Linked DNA regions of Gossypium arboreum: region 2 is linked to region 1. A link is a contact called in public Hi-C data. All regions are on one chromosome and are shown on one strand. The core of a region is the stretch at or near the end of the contact, and the rest is flanking DNA. Distances in the headings are between cores, read along the strand shown. Region 1 holds the start of LOC108460203 (DUF724 domain-containing protein 2-like). Region 2 overlaps LOC108460195.

Region 1 (6,422 bases), core at 1,736-4,235:
AAAGCCAAAGGTTCCAACAAAGGCCGTTTGTGCTGAGCATCTTGAATTAAGAAAAGAAATTCTAACGTTGCTAAATCTCCAGAAACAGGTATTTTACATTCATGTCTCAAAATTATCTGTAGTATGATCGTCTTCTTTGGGCCCTTTTTTTAATAATAACGTAATCCTTTAGGGCCCGTTTGGGTTGCTTGAAACTGGTTTGATAGCTCATTTATTACGGAACTATCACATGAGTTTCAAATAACATGGCATTTGGTAGTCTTGATAAATAACAAGGTCACATGACTTTTTACTTAGATGGGTGATAACCTTCACCTATGTGAATGAATATTTTAAATATCACTCATCTTTTACTCAATTTCAATTATTTTTGTTCCAATTTTATTCTCACCCTCAAGTACAGCAGTTCATGAGTCCAGTGACCCACCTGACTTGGTCAGCCCAGCTCGTCATTTCTTGTCCTTGGGCTGACCCGACTCAGCCTGAATTTAAATTAAATGATTTTTGATAATGTTTTTATTTAAATTTAATATAAAATATATAAATATTAATAAAAAATATATTTTATTATTTTATCAACTTCAAACAGTAATATTTTATTATTTTATATATTTAATATAAAATTATACAATTATATAGATATTTTATTTTATTATATTAATATTAAAAGTATACATTTTAATAATATATTAATATTAATATAATATTATATAATTTAATATATTGTTATTTATATATTTATATATATTTAAATGTATATTTTATTATTTTAATAAAATTGTATATTTTATTATTTTAAAAAAGTAATAATATTAGTATATTGTTTTCAAACAACAATACTTTTATTTTATTATCTTAATATTAATATAAAATTAAATATTATAATATTTTTTATTTTAGTATTTTATTATATTTTAATATAAATATTTTTGAATAATTTTATTATATTTTATTTTAAATTATATAAAAATAAAGATGTTAAGGGTAAGATGGTACATTAACAAAGAATACTTATGTTTTAACTCAGCAAATACATGATTAGAATAATATGTATCACAATTTTCAACAACCAAACACCTTGATGTTGTAACATCTATCTTTTATTCATCATTTCGAAACTTGAGTGTTAGTTAACACTCCTCTTCTATATCAAGCCTACCATTCATGTTAAGATCTGTAGTTAAACAATTCCTGCAAAATTATTGTACAACTTCGTTAAAATAGTTCTCATCTCCAATTCCTTTTACTGAATTATTATTTATGAAAAAAAAAGAGAGAATGAACTTAGTCATGTTATTTCTCATTTTCGTTGAGTCCAAGATATTATATTTTCTTTTCTGATAGGCATCTGAAAAATTATATCATTTATTGTGCTTGTACCAATTAGGCCGAGGTGTTGAAACTGTGGGGTTCCGGATTTAGACTTTGCTTGGTAGAGTGGAAAGAAAATGAAAAAGATGGAAAACTGAAGTGGTAGAAAAATAGAAAGATGGAAAATATGAAATTTCTTTCTATTCATTGCTTGGTAAAGTTGAAAAATGAAAGGAAAAAATGCATAGTTTTGAACTAAAATACACATCTATCTCATTTTCTCTCCTCTCATCTTTCCAATTTGGAAGTATTGATTTTTATGCATTAGGATGAAAAATGGTCATCTTTTCTATTTTTTTTCTCACTTTTCTTCCCTACCAAGCACACTTAAAATTTATTCTTTCCATTTTTCTAGTCCCTCGTCTTTTCCACCTAACCAAGCACATCTTTAGAGTTAGATCTAAATTATGAATTATGCTTGATTAATTGTGTTCAGAAGTTTAGCCAAGGCATTAAAAGAAGTTTTGTGTCTTTTTAACAGTTGCAATACAAGGAGGCAGAAGGTTCATCTTTCCGTGATGGTTCCTATGGTGATATGCCAGGCACTGCAAAGGTTGAAAAGTCTAAGTCTCTGAATCATTTTAATTTCATAGTTTTACAGATGTGTGATTATGTCAATGGTTCAAATCATTGAAACTTTGTGGGGTTCTGTCAATTGAGCAGCGACCGCAACGTGCTGCTGATCAGGACCGTACATTTGTCCCCGACACCATTAGTTTTGGAGGTAAATCTCATTTTCCTTTAATATTTTTATCTGAGACGGACGAGTTTAATGGTTTTGATCATTTTCATATCTGATAGTAATTCCAGGTGATAGGGTTGTCAAGAGGGAGCAAAAACGAAAGGTATATATATATTATTTTCTTGCCTTAATTTTTCCTTTTGTCTCTTAAGTTTTGGAACTTATCAGGTCTTATGATGTGTATATGTATTGTAGGGACCTGGGAGAACATCTGAGACTCCATCTTCACCAGCGGGAGCTCATAAAAGACCAAGAAAGATGAAAGCTTCTGATCTATAAAACAGGGTGAGCTAGCAAATTGACATCACCCCGTATAAACAAAATGATGATATTGCTTTCTTCTTATTTGCCCAAATTCTCATCAGCCAGTTTTTGATTCATTGCAAGATTTCAGGGTCATTGCCAACCCCATTGTTACTCTACCATTGGTCATTGGAAGCAGATGAACAAGTTCCATAGTTTTTGACTACCAAGTTCTCTCTCTCTCTTTCTCTTTTCTTTTTTAACCCTTTAACCAGGCTTTGTAAGTTTGTGTAGTCAAGTAGGAAAAAGACATCTTTTTGAATGAATATGCATAAAGCATCAGGATCCAAAAAAACCAACACGTATTTTTCACCCATTTTGCTTAGCTGAGAGAGTTGGGTATTTTATTTTGTAAATGTTCATATTTCTATCCAGGAGCAACCTAGTTATTCTGTCGTGGTAATTAATTTTTAATTTATTTTTAAACAAATTACATGCAATTAAAACAAGTCCTTTTAAGTGTTTATTTATTTATTTTTATGATTCATGTGTTTTTTCAACCGAACATGTGGTAATTGAAATATAGAAGTGTTAATGTGTTAGTCCAGTTGTGACATAATCGTCATGAGCAAAACAAAAGAAAACAAATTATTTACTATGTTTTGTGAATAAATACATTATCATATAAATAATAAACATTACTATCTATAAATGAACAAGGAATATTTGGCAACAAGGCATTTGTCTTGGTTGGAGTTATAGCATATAATTGTAAAATTCAATTCTTTAATAAATTTTATACTGATAGAGAACTTCAAGAAAAAAAATAAGAAAAAGAAAAAGAAAAAGCGGCCAATAGCATTTAGCTTTAGCCGATTGACTGAAATGCGAAGTGCAGTGTCCAAATAAAAATAGATAAAAAAAGAAAAAATGAAAAACCCTTAGAATTTTCTGCTAGAAAGATTCCACACCACATACCCTAACTCTCTCAGTTTCACCAAGCATGGTGAATTCTCCTGCTGAAAATGACCCACTTCAACAACAACAGCCTTTAAGCAAGGGAGCCCAAGTCGAGGTCAGCAGTGACGAGGAAGGCTTTCGAGGGGCTTGGTACTTGGCCACTATCCTCGAAATGCCTCCCAAATCCACTTCCAAGAAACGAAAGAAGGCATTTGTTCGCTACAAGGCTTTACTCGCTGACGATGGTAAGTCCCCTTTGACTGAGCATGTTGACCCCGGTTATATTCGCCCTTTGCCGCCCAACGAGAAGGGGAATGCTCAGTCCGGGTTCGAAGTGAACGACGTCGTTGATGCGAGGTACAGAGATGGTTGGTGGACTGGCGTTGTGAGGAAGGTTTTGTCGAAGTCGAAATATAGGGTTTACTTTGATAATCCTCCTGATGTCATTGAGTTTGATAGGAAAGATTTAAGGGTTCATTGGGATTGGATCGATGGCAACTGGGTTCGTCCTGAAAAGCAGGTATGGGGTGAAGTGTTCATTCTTTTTAATTTTTCAGTTTTTTTTTATCTGGAAATTTGGGGGGGGGGGGTTTATTTTGGAGTTGAGAGCCTAACTTTTTTAGGAATAAATTTTTTTCCCGGTATTGAACTTGCGAATCTCGCTGCATGTAGCTTTTTACACTGAAAATTTGCTATTTAAGTCATGCTTTCATGATTGCTTCTAAAATTAGGGCCTTTCTAGTGCTCAATTAATTGGTGTAAATAATGATCTCGATCGATATGTTTTACCTTTAGTGCTTTCTTTGTTTAAGTTCTGCTAATTTTCATTGCATTTTGGCCTGGGAGTCATGTAAATTTAGTTTTATATGTTCGAAACTTTCATCTGTGGAAACCTGATTGACTTTTGTTATGGTATCGTGTGAGTGATTTTATTTTATGTGTTTTAAAGCAATCAACAGGCTCCGTTTTTAGCTCTGGGACAGCAGTGGAGGTAAATGTTGATGATGAAAACCTACGTGATGTTTGGTTCCCTGCAATAGTCGTAAAAGAAAATGAGGATAAGACTTTCCTGGTGAAGTATCAGAACTCTAAGAATGATGATGAGTCTGGGACTGCAAAAGTTGTTGTAGATTCCCTCCATATCAGACCCACTCCTCCTCGATATGCAGATAGGAATTATGAATTGCTGGAAAGAGTGGATACAACATATAATTTTGGTTGGCGCACTGGAGTAATTACCAAAGTTCTTACTGGAAGAAGGTACAATGTCTTCTTTAAGCATGGAAATGAGGACAAGGAACTCTCTCACTCTGATATAAGGCCTAATGTTGAATGGACAGATGGAAAATGGATTAGTAAATCCAAGGTATCTCTCCTATTTTTTCTTTTTGGGATATAAATTTCTTTTGTTACCCCATTATTTTCCCACTTTAAAATTTAATGAGCTGTTAATGTTGTGTTTGTGGTACTGAACATGGGTCTAGTGCATACCTTTTAATTATCTTAAAAGGAGAAGGAAATAAACATCTGAAATAATGATTTTTGGCTTTATCTAAGTTGATTTCTGTACATAACAGTGATGGCCTTCTGTATTCCAGTTTTAAAAATGCTTTTTTTTTTATATCTTATTTTCCCGTCTACACATATTTCAACTTTTTCTAGACAAATGTTGAACTAGTTTTTGTATAAGTTTCACTGTTTTTTAGAATCTGGTCAGATTCTACATGTAACTAGTTTGTGTGTTGAATGCCTTAAATGTTTGTACTACTTCTGGCATTGCCTACAATTCCTTTAGTGGTTTGCATTTTTTTTTTTGTGATTATTTCAGAAATTTAGTCGCATGCAAGTGTAAATATCATTTGTTTTTAGGTAAAAGAGTACTTAAGCATTGAGCTTTTGTTTCAGGAAGTCATAATTGCTTCTGATGACCAAGAGCTGATAGGGGATGCTCTCTGTGGTACCCGGAACACCAAGGTGGCTGGAGAACTTGAAAGTTCCTTGTCCACAAAAGAAAACACTGAAGATAAGATTCCTTTGAAAAAGATGAAAAGGAATGCTACAGAGCAGCCAACTCCCACTGATGAAAACAGTACTTTGCACTCAGGCAAGAAGAAGGTCAAACTGGAAACATCAAATGGCAACACTTCTAATTCACGGTCTTCAAAAAAGCTAACTGAAGGAAATGCAGTGGTAACACCGATATCAGTCACTGGCGATCAGTTAAAAGATATGCCTAGTGAAACATTGTGTAAAGAAGGGAATCCGAGGACTGGTGGTAAAGCTATTAAATTCCCAAAGAAAACTGTGATTGCTGATCAGCCTTGTGCTAAGAGTGAGAGCCCATTAACAGAAGCAGCAACTGTGAGTTAGATTTATTGTTTTAGAGTTCCATTGTTCATACTAGCAACATCAGATCATTTTCATTTCGTTCTTTGTTTTCTTTTTCACATGTTAATACATTCCTATTTGATGACGAGAAATGTATAAATATCACTTTAAAATACTGTGTACTTTACCACTCTTTGGTGCCTGCATTGCATGCCTGAGTTGCCTTTCCTTGAAGCACTCAGCTTCTAAAACTTCACCATGTTAAGAGTATGTCTTGGTCTAAAATATGCTAGAAAGTCATGTGTGCCTTCAAGCATAACCTTGGCACAAAGAAGTGAAAACTAGCTTGCTGCTTTAGAATCATAATAACTACAAACATGTCTTGTCTACGTGAGTATCATAAAAAAATTGGCCTGCTTGACATAGTTGTCACTGCTCAATGGGTTGTTTCAAGGGTTGAGCAACCTTGTTTTCCAACCGGGATATTCAATGTGCCCACTTGCTTTGCAGCAAACTGCTTCAAATGACCGCCTTTTCTGTCAACATCACCGTTCTAACTGGGTAATGATCATTGATTATTGTCACTTTGGATTTGTTGGCTCCATCAGCCAATATTCCTGATCAGCACTGTCGCTACTACCTTCATTTGATCTACATTTCCCCTTACTAATGCAGACGACTAAGAGGCAGAAAGTTGGTTCAGCTGATGGTAAAGTAGACAACCTTGCGAAGAGGAATGTAAAAGCTAGAAAGTCACCAAGTAATGGCCCACAGGTTT
Region 2 (6,920 bases), core at 2,845-5,344, 150 kb after region 1:
TGTGTATATATGTTTCAATAATTTGATCTTCATCCTAACTATATAAACATAGAAAAATTTTAAAAATAATATTAACAACTTAATAATGATATTAATTAAAATAAAAATATAATAATTTTGCTTACCATTTGTAATTAGATGTCAAAATGTATTTGTGATCTAAATGAATTAGAGCCATGGACAGTTTTAAAATTTTTAAAATGATGAAAATCTAACAAATTATAAACAATTAGGATAGAAATTTGGAAGAAGAATAATTTCAGAGAAATTTAAGATATTAGAATAAAAAATAGAGAGTAGATGAATAGGATTGAATGAAAAAAATTGAAACTTAAGAGACTATATAATAAATAAAAATTAGACCATTGGAAGCAATAACTGTTGGTTTTTTCTTTGAAGTACCCGGTGATTCCAATGGTTAAAAATTCTAACTGTTGGGGATCCAATTGTTAATATATTTTTATTTTTTAAAATAATCAAAGACAGGTGATCATCGAGAACACGTCTAGTTTTCCATAAAAATCCCCTTTAATAGTTTTCTAAAAGTAAAATTATATAATAATGTTTTTTAAATTTTGTATAAATATATATATAATTGTTTAAAATTAGCCTAAATCCTTTAATAGTTTTTGGAATTCAAGTTGATAATTGTTTTCTAATATTATAAAATGTTTATTTTTAATAGGATAAATCTTTATAAGCAACAAACACGTAAAATAATGAAAATGTTTAAAGGATCAAATATACAAATTTTACGTGAAAAAATTCCTTTAAAATGATAAAAAAAATCACGGACAAAAAGAAATTTTACTAATAAGAGAAAAATAAAAGATGGAGAGAATTAAAACAAAGAAAAAAATTTGAAACTCTGAATGAAAAACCCTTCAAGCTAAAACATAGAATTCTCTCTTAACTGTGTTATTTTTTTTATCTAGGTCTAACTCACACACCAATTCTGGTGGCTTTAAGGAGACTTATAAAGGTTACATGTTACTTGACGCTCACTTACTTTAGATACACTTTAAATACTAATTAATGCAATATACTATTAAATCATTAGGGTCTAATTAGGAAATAATCTCAAAATTATTGTCTAAGGAATCAACTGCATATTTCTATATCTTATCACGATGTTGGGATGAAGATTTTCTTCTCGTCGTGTTCTCCGATATTATGATGTTATTCTTTATTTCAATGTGAAATGCTAAGCATACTCAATACTTTTACATAAATTTTTGTAATTAAATATTATACTAACTTGAAATTGTTTTAGTCCACGTTCCTTCGTGGCTACGCTTGGTAGTTAAAAGAAGAGATATATATATATATATATATATATATTATTTTAATTTAAAATATATTATTAAAAGCTGTGATTATATCGTTGTTTGTGTAGTGTGAAATCGGCAGCTGCCTAGTATTTAGAGCGGAGGCCTAAATTTTGACTACAGTCTTCGCTACGTATTCAGACTCAGCCCTTTTTTATGCCTATAATATTGTTTGGTCAAATCTTTGAATATTAATAATATATTTACACAATGCCCTTTTTTATAACATAAAGGGTGCGAAATAAAAAATTGTGATAATACCTAAGTAAGTTTTAAAATTTTATGGCCAAAGCTAAAAATGGTGTATTATAATTGATTATATTGTTTTTTAGTGACAAAATATGTTTTTTTGTTTTTCATATAGGAAATGTGTTTGAAGGATTGAATTGAATTATTAGCACTTGGGAGGGTTTGGCTGTTCCCCTTATCCAATTATATATTTAAGAATGGTTTAATTTTGTTATTAATCCTGCGTAAATTATGAATTTTGTTTTTTACTTTACTTTAATTATTTTTAGTTTTTATATTTTTTAATTTTGAAATTTAAATCTGATTAAATAATATCAGTTAAATTTTTAAATTTTATTTAGTAAATGTATTATTACACGTGTAATGCTATATAAATTTATTATTTTTACATATTACTCATAAAAATATCATTTTATGAATTTAACAATTATTGCTTGCTTTAAGACTAAAATTTCAAAATTCAAAAAGTATAGGAACTAAGAATAATCAAATTGAAGAATATGAATTAAGTTTATAACTTACTCATAATATAAGACTAATAGTAGAATTTAACCAAATAAATTTAATTGCTACCTTTTGGATCGAACTGAAATTTTAAAATTAAAAAATATAAAAATTAAAATTCATCAACTCAAATAGTACATCGACTAAAATTGAACAGTTAAAATACAAAGATTGAATTTACAACTTATGTATAATAAGATAATTTAAACTTTAAGAAAACTTGATATCATTATAATTTTCATTTGGCAAAATAACTTATTTGGCCTACCAATTTTACAAAAATTCATCAAATCATCTAAAATAAATGTAAAATTAACGTGTCATACACATTGATTATGCTATAAATGTTATGTGAATAATTAATTAGTTTTAAAATTAACAAAAGAAAGAAAAGAAAGTCAATATATCTTAATAACTTATTCTTTTTATCAAGACCGGAACCAAAAGCATTAATTAATAAAAATAAACAAGAATTCCTCCCGCCTCTTTTCTCTCTTGCTTTCTTTCATTGAGAGTAAACTTTTCTAGAAGATTGACACTCATAGATTATTTTAACAAAAATATTTTAAATTTTAATCATTATTGATCTATTTTCTAAAATTTGTTAAAGTGGTCGAATCTATTTATTCTTATAACATTTAGTGATATGATTTGGATTATTATTTTTAATATATTAATCATGAATTTTATAAATTAAATATTTAGATGATGAATAAATAATAAAAAGGAGCAGCTTGACCCGAAACTGCTCTCATCCCTTCCACTGTTGGATATGGGTGGTAAGATAGAGCTAAACTTTTTAGTTTTGCTTTTTTAAATATTTTTGTGAATAAACAATCTCGTTTCTCGACCCCATTAGAAGTGGTGCACATGGGCATGGGGCAAGTCAATGCAAAAAAAACATTAGGGTTTTGACATGTTCAACTTAAACGTGATATAAATATTAATTATGTAATATAAAATATTGTATTTAGGGACAAATAGAGAGAAATGGGGTTTCAAAAGTGAGGAGACAAATCTCCAAAATTAAATGGTTGTTTGATGAAATCTTGTCTTTGGACCCCAAATCTTAGGGATAACATATTTCCATCCGTTGTTTTTTATCGGGTAAAAGTATTATAAAGATCTCTTTTGAAAAAATTAAATTATATTTTATTTCTTTACTTAAAAATTAAAAATTAATCCTAATACATTAAATTAAAAATAAGTTTTTTTGTTAAAAATATCATTTATTTTACTAATAAAAACTAAAGTAGTTGACAAAATACTAAATAATTACACTTGACATGTCATATGTCTCTCATTTTAATGTACAAAAAATAGTTTTTAACAGTAAACTAGTTTAAAACTTGATCCAACATACATAAATTAATTTGTCAATTTTTTTATCAAAAAGACAAAATACAATCTGACTTCTAATACAAAAACCTCTAATACAAAAACCTATACAATGCTTTTACCTCTTTTATTGTCTCCTCCCCATCACTCAGTTCTCTTACTTTCTACCCTTACCAAAGAAAAAAACACAAGTATCAATCATAAGTTGTTTGTCAATCTGATTTCAATTAAATTAAATATTAGAATATTTAAAAAAAAAACAATTCAACAGTCAACTTAAATTGATTTCTTATTCAATTTGTTTTCTTTTTTTTTTTTTCAATACTACTCAGTTCTCGATATGATCTGATTTCAGGGTGAAGACTGAATGAGGTTTTCAAGGAAAATTTAATTGTAGTAGAGCTAGTTAATACATCATCATTAGTTCTTGATAATATATTTGCTTTCATTTTAATTATGCCTGGCAACAAGTTATTTCCTTGCTAACAATACAAGTATGTACGCATCATTAATTATCCGGAAACTTCAGTTTCTATACTGTCTTACAATTTCATGTCTCATGAGTTCCATTTCATTCCCAAGCCTGAAACTAAAATCAAAAGATATTTCCTCTTACAGCTGGTAGCTGCTTAAAATATAACTGAATTAACTTCCATATCATATTATATAATTTTGCTGGTACGGATGCCTGTGGCATTTCTACTTTCCCTTCCTTCCCTAAACCTGTTCCACCAAAATTTAAACTCAACCCAATTTGATTTCATCATTAACTATGGTACCAAAATTGATCAAAACCCTAATCCAAACAGATGACTTTGAAATAAGATAAATCTATAATGACCCAACTCGAAAGAAATCAACCCTCGAACCCAAATGAGCCAAGCTCAAAAATATTTCAACCCAAAAGACTGCTGAGTTGGGCTACTTAGTTCATTGACATCTATGTTCATTTGCTTCTACAATGATACAGTCAGGTTCAATCCTACAAAGCTAATAAAGCCTATGAATGAACTCATCAAAGTGACGTTCTCCAAGATGTTACTGCTATCATCCAAATTAGTTTTATCATCTACCAAAACTCTCAGGTTTTTTTTTTTTTTTTGGGGGGGGGGGGTTGCGGGGAATGAACGAAATATAAACTTTTAACACTCTTTCTGAGCCCCAGAGTCGCATCCCTTTGGTGGAAAAGGGTTCTTCAAAAAGTCTTCTTTCTCACAACTGGCTTCCGTGGTTCTTTTTTTGCAGTTGTCATAAAACCAGGTGTTGGTATTCCCGTGGCGGCTTGGTAAATGTCCTTTAGTCTTTTTAAGAAAAAGTATAAAACACAGGAGAACATTATCAGAAATTATCCACATAAATATAAAATCTTTTAAGGCATATGAGGGAAAGAAGGGGGGGTCAAAGGATATTCAAGTTACCTTGGAATGCTGAGAAAGAGAATGATCACTGAAACTCCAACAATAAGAGGGAATACCGGTGCTGGAGTTAATTCCTATTGGTAAGCAAGACAAGCAAAAAAAGGAAAGTTCGATGGTAAACAGTAAGTACATATATAATCAAACATCATTGTAGTTTTAGTAGGACCACTCTTTTGTTATACATAGTTGCATAATCATTTGGAAAAAAGGGAACACATGCATGATTTTAACAAAATTAAACAAACCTGTTTGTGATGATACTCCTCCACACTATATTTCAGGGGACCGACATGAACTTGAGCATTCTTCTCTAGGTCAACCTCAATAACCTCCGACTCGAATTTGTGAGTGCTAGAAGGGAGATTGGATTTGAGCTGAACGGTATGTTTTCCCCTTGGCAAGTGCTTTACCTGGAAGAAGTTGGATAATGGCAGTTGGAAGACAGACTCTACTTTAGACGTGTCACCAGCTGACTTGATTTCTACCAATAAATGAGAATGTAATTCCCCAGTCCTATTCACTTCAACATGGCCACTTAAGATAGTCATCTCTGGTTCTTCAAAGACCAAAAATTCCAGTCCCTTGATATCGTTATTCCCAACCTGGAAAGTGATTAATCAATCACATACACATCAGAAGTTTAAAACTTAGTAGCCCTAGTATTGTCGATGGAAATGATTTTCTGAAAAAAATGAGATTTCGATTTTGAAGAAGCTTCACCCAGTTGATCATGAATTATATAACTTCAGTTCCAACTACAATTGTGATGATGTCAAATTCAAACATTGATACAACAAAAGCTTCATACAAAATAACATTTAAGGTCTTAAAAGAGCTTAAACACATTTAAGAATTAAGACAAAAACCCAAAAAAGGGGGAAAAAGCTCCAGCAAATAGAACCAACCTTTACAGGAACAGATTCAGGAGATGCTCGCTCAATTTTAGCACTACCCAAGCCATCCTTCTTCACAACTTTGATTGAATACAATGCGTCAGGAACCAGTCCTCGCAGACGATAACCCCCAGATGAATCAGTTACTGTCTCCTCATAGTAGCCTTTTGACTCTGAGCGGGCCTCAATTGAGACACCTTCTTTTGGTTGGCCAGACAACAAAGTTACCGTGCCCATTGCACTGCAGAGAAATTAAACTGCCTTAAACCCATGCACAGTACTTCGGGTCTGACATAAGCTAGACATTTTCAAGAAATATATACTATGTTTTGCAGTGATGTAGCAGAGAATCTTAGAAGTTTGGATTGTAACTCAACTATAAAGGAGAGTTGGAAAAAATGCTGAACATATCACCTAAATTAAAAAACTTAAATTTAAGACAATTTAATGTAAATAAGAGCCAGGAAAAATATATAAAAAACTTATCTTCAATAATACCATTGAAGCATGCGCTTAAATGTTTACAATGCCAAAAAGGCAACTGGGGAGTTAAAGCAAAAGAAAAACCTGTAAGCAACACGTGTAGCATGGAAAACAACTTCTCTAGATTCTCCAGAGCCAAGTTCTATTGCCTGTGCTGAAGGTGAGAAAGCATACTCCTGCAAGATAAATAGAGATCACTTGTTGGAGTAATTAAATCGAACAGAAAACCAGTTTAAAACTCCTCCTAAATATTTCTGTCTATAATGTGCATATGATCGTGATTTACCTCAGATTAACCAAATGCCTAGATTCCGATTGCAGTTTCAACTAACTTAAGAAATTGAACGTTCTAATCAGAAGAAAAATGATTAGGTACCTTTAGCAGAGGCCGAAGATAGAAGCTTCCTGGAAACAAGTTCTCAAAGACAAATATTCCACCAGTCCCTGACATAGAGTTATTCCTATACCCATCATCCCCACTCAATGACAACAGAACAGATGGCATAGGTTCAGTCGCATCATCCTTGGAATATATTTTCACAGATATTTGACTAAGCTTCTGACAAGAAAAAGAATATGGCCCTACTTGTTTGAGATGAAATCCAGGCTGCACCAAATAAGAGACACATCAGGAAATGTAACAATAAGTTGCACAAAAAAGAACATCGAAGATGATAAAAATCAGCTAAACAGAACTTTTGTCTTAA

The links. A called contact is a pair of places that touch in the nucleus more often than the background predicts.
Region 2: a contact with region 1 is called in a Hi-C map of leaf, with 2.2 times the contacts expected there. The contact joins the enhancer-like site here to the promoter of LOC108460203 in region 1. A contact is called at or near these places in 3 of 5 Hi-C or Micro-C datasets (all in leaf).

What each region holds. Positions count from the first base shown.
Region 1 is chr8:33,851,688-33,858,109 of ASM2569848v2, forward strand. It overlaps LOC108460203 (DUF724 domain-containing protein 2-like), which reads left to right and starts at 2,986. Exons shown (of 8, transcript XM_053018258.1): 1 at 2,986-3,836; 2 at 4,266-4,682; 3 at 5,222-5,677; 4 at 6,320-6,422. The coding sequence starts at 3,360. LOC108460204 (SWR1-complex protein 4) reads left to right here. Exons shown (of 17, transcript XM_053018259.1): 12 at 1-88; 13 at 1,853-1,924; 14 at 2,035-2,095; 15 at 2,182-2,216; 16 at 2,309-2,398; 17 at 2,501-2,846. The coding sequence ends at 2,392.
Region 2 is chr8:34,005,142-34,012,061 of ASM2569848v2, forward strand. LOC108460195 reads right to left here. Exons shown (of 27, transcript XM_017759592.2): 22 at 6,590-6,820; 23 at 6,298-6,389; 24 at 5,743-5,971; 25 at 5,083-5,439; 26 at 4,838-4,911; 27 at 4,157-4,720. The coding sequence ends at 4,615. Among protein-coding and RNA genes, the nearest start is that of LOC108460195, 23 kb to the right of the region's middle. Within about 2 kb of position 4,095, at least 1 of the 2 cell types and tissues checked has an H3K27ac peak or open chromatin away from gene starts, as enhancers often do. A contact at or near this core is called in leaf, where this site is marked.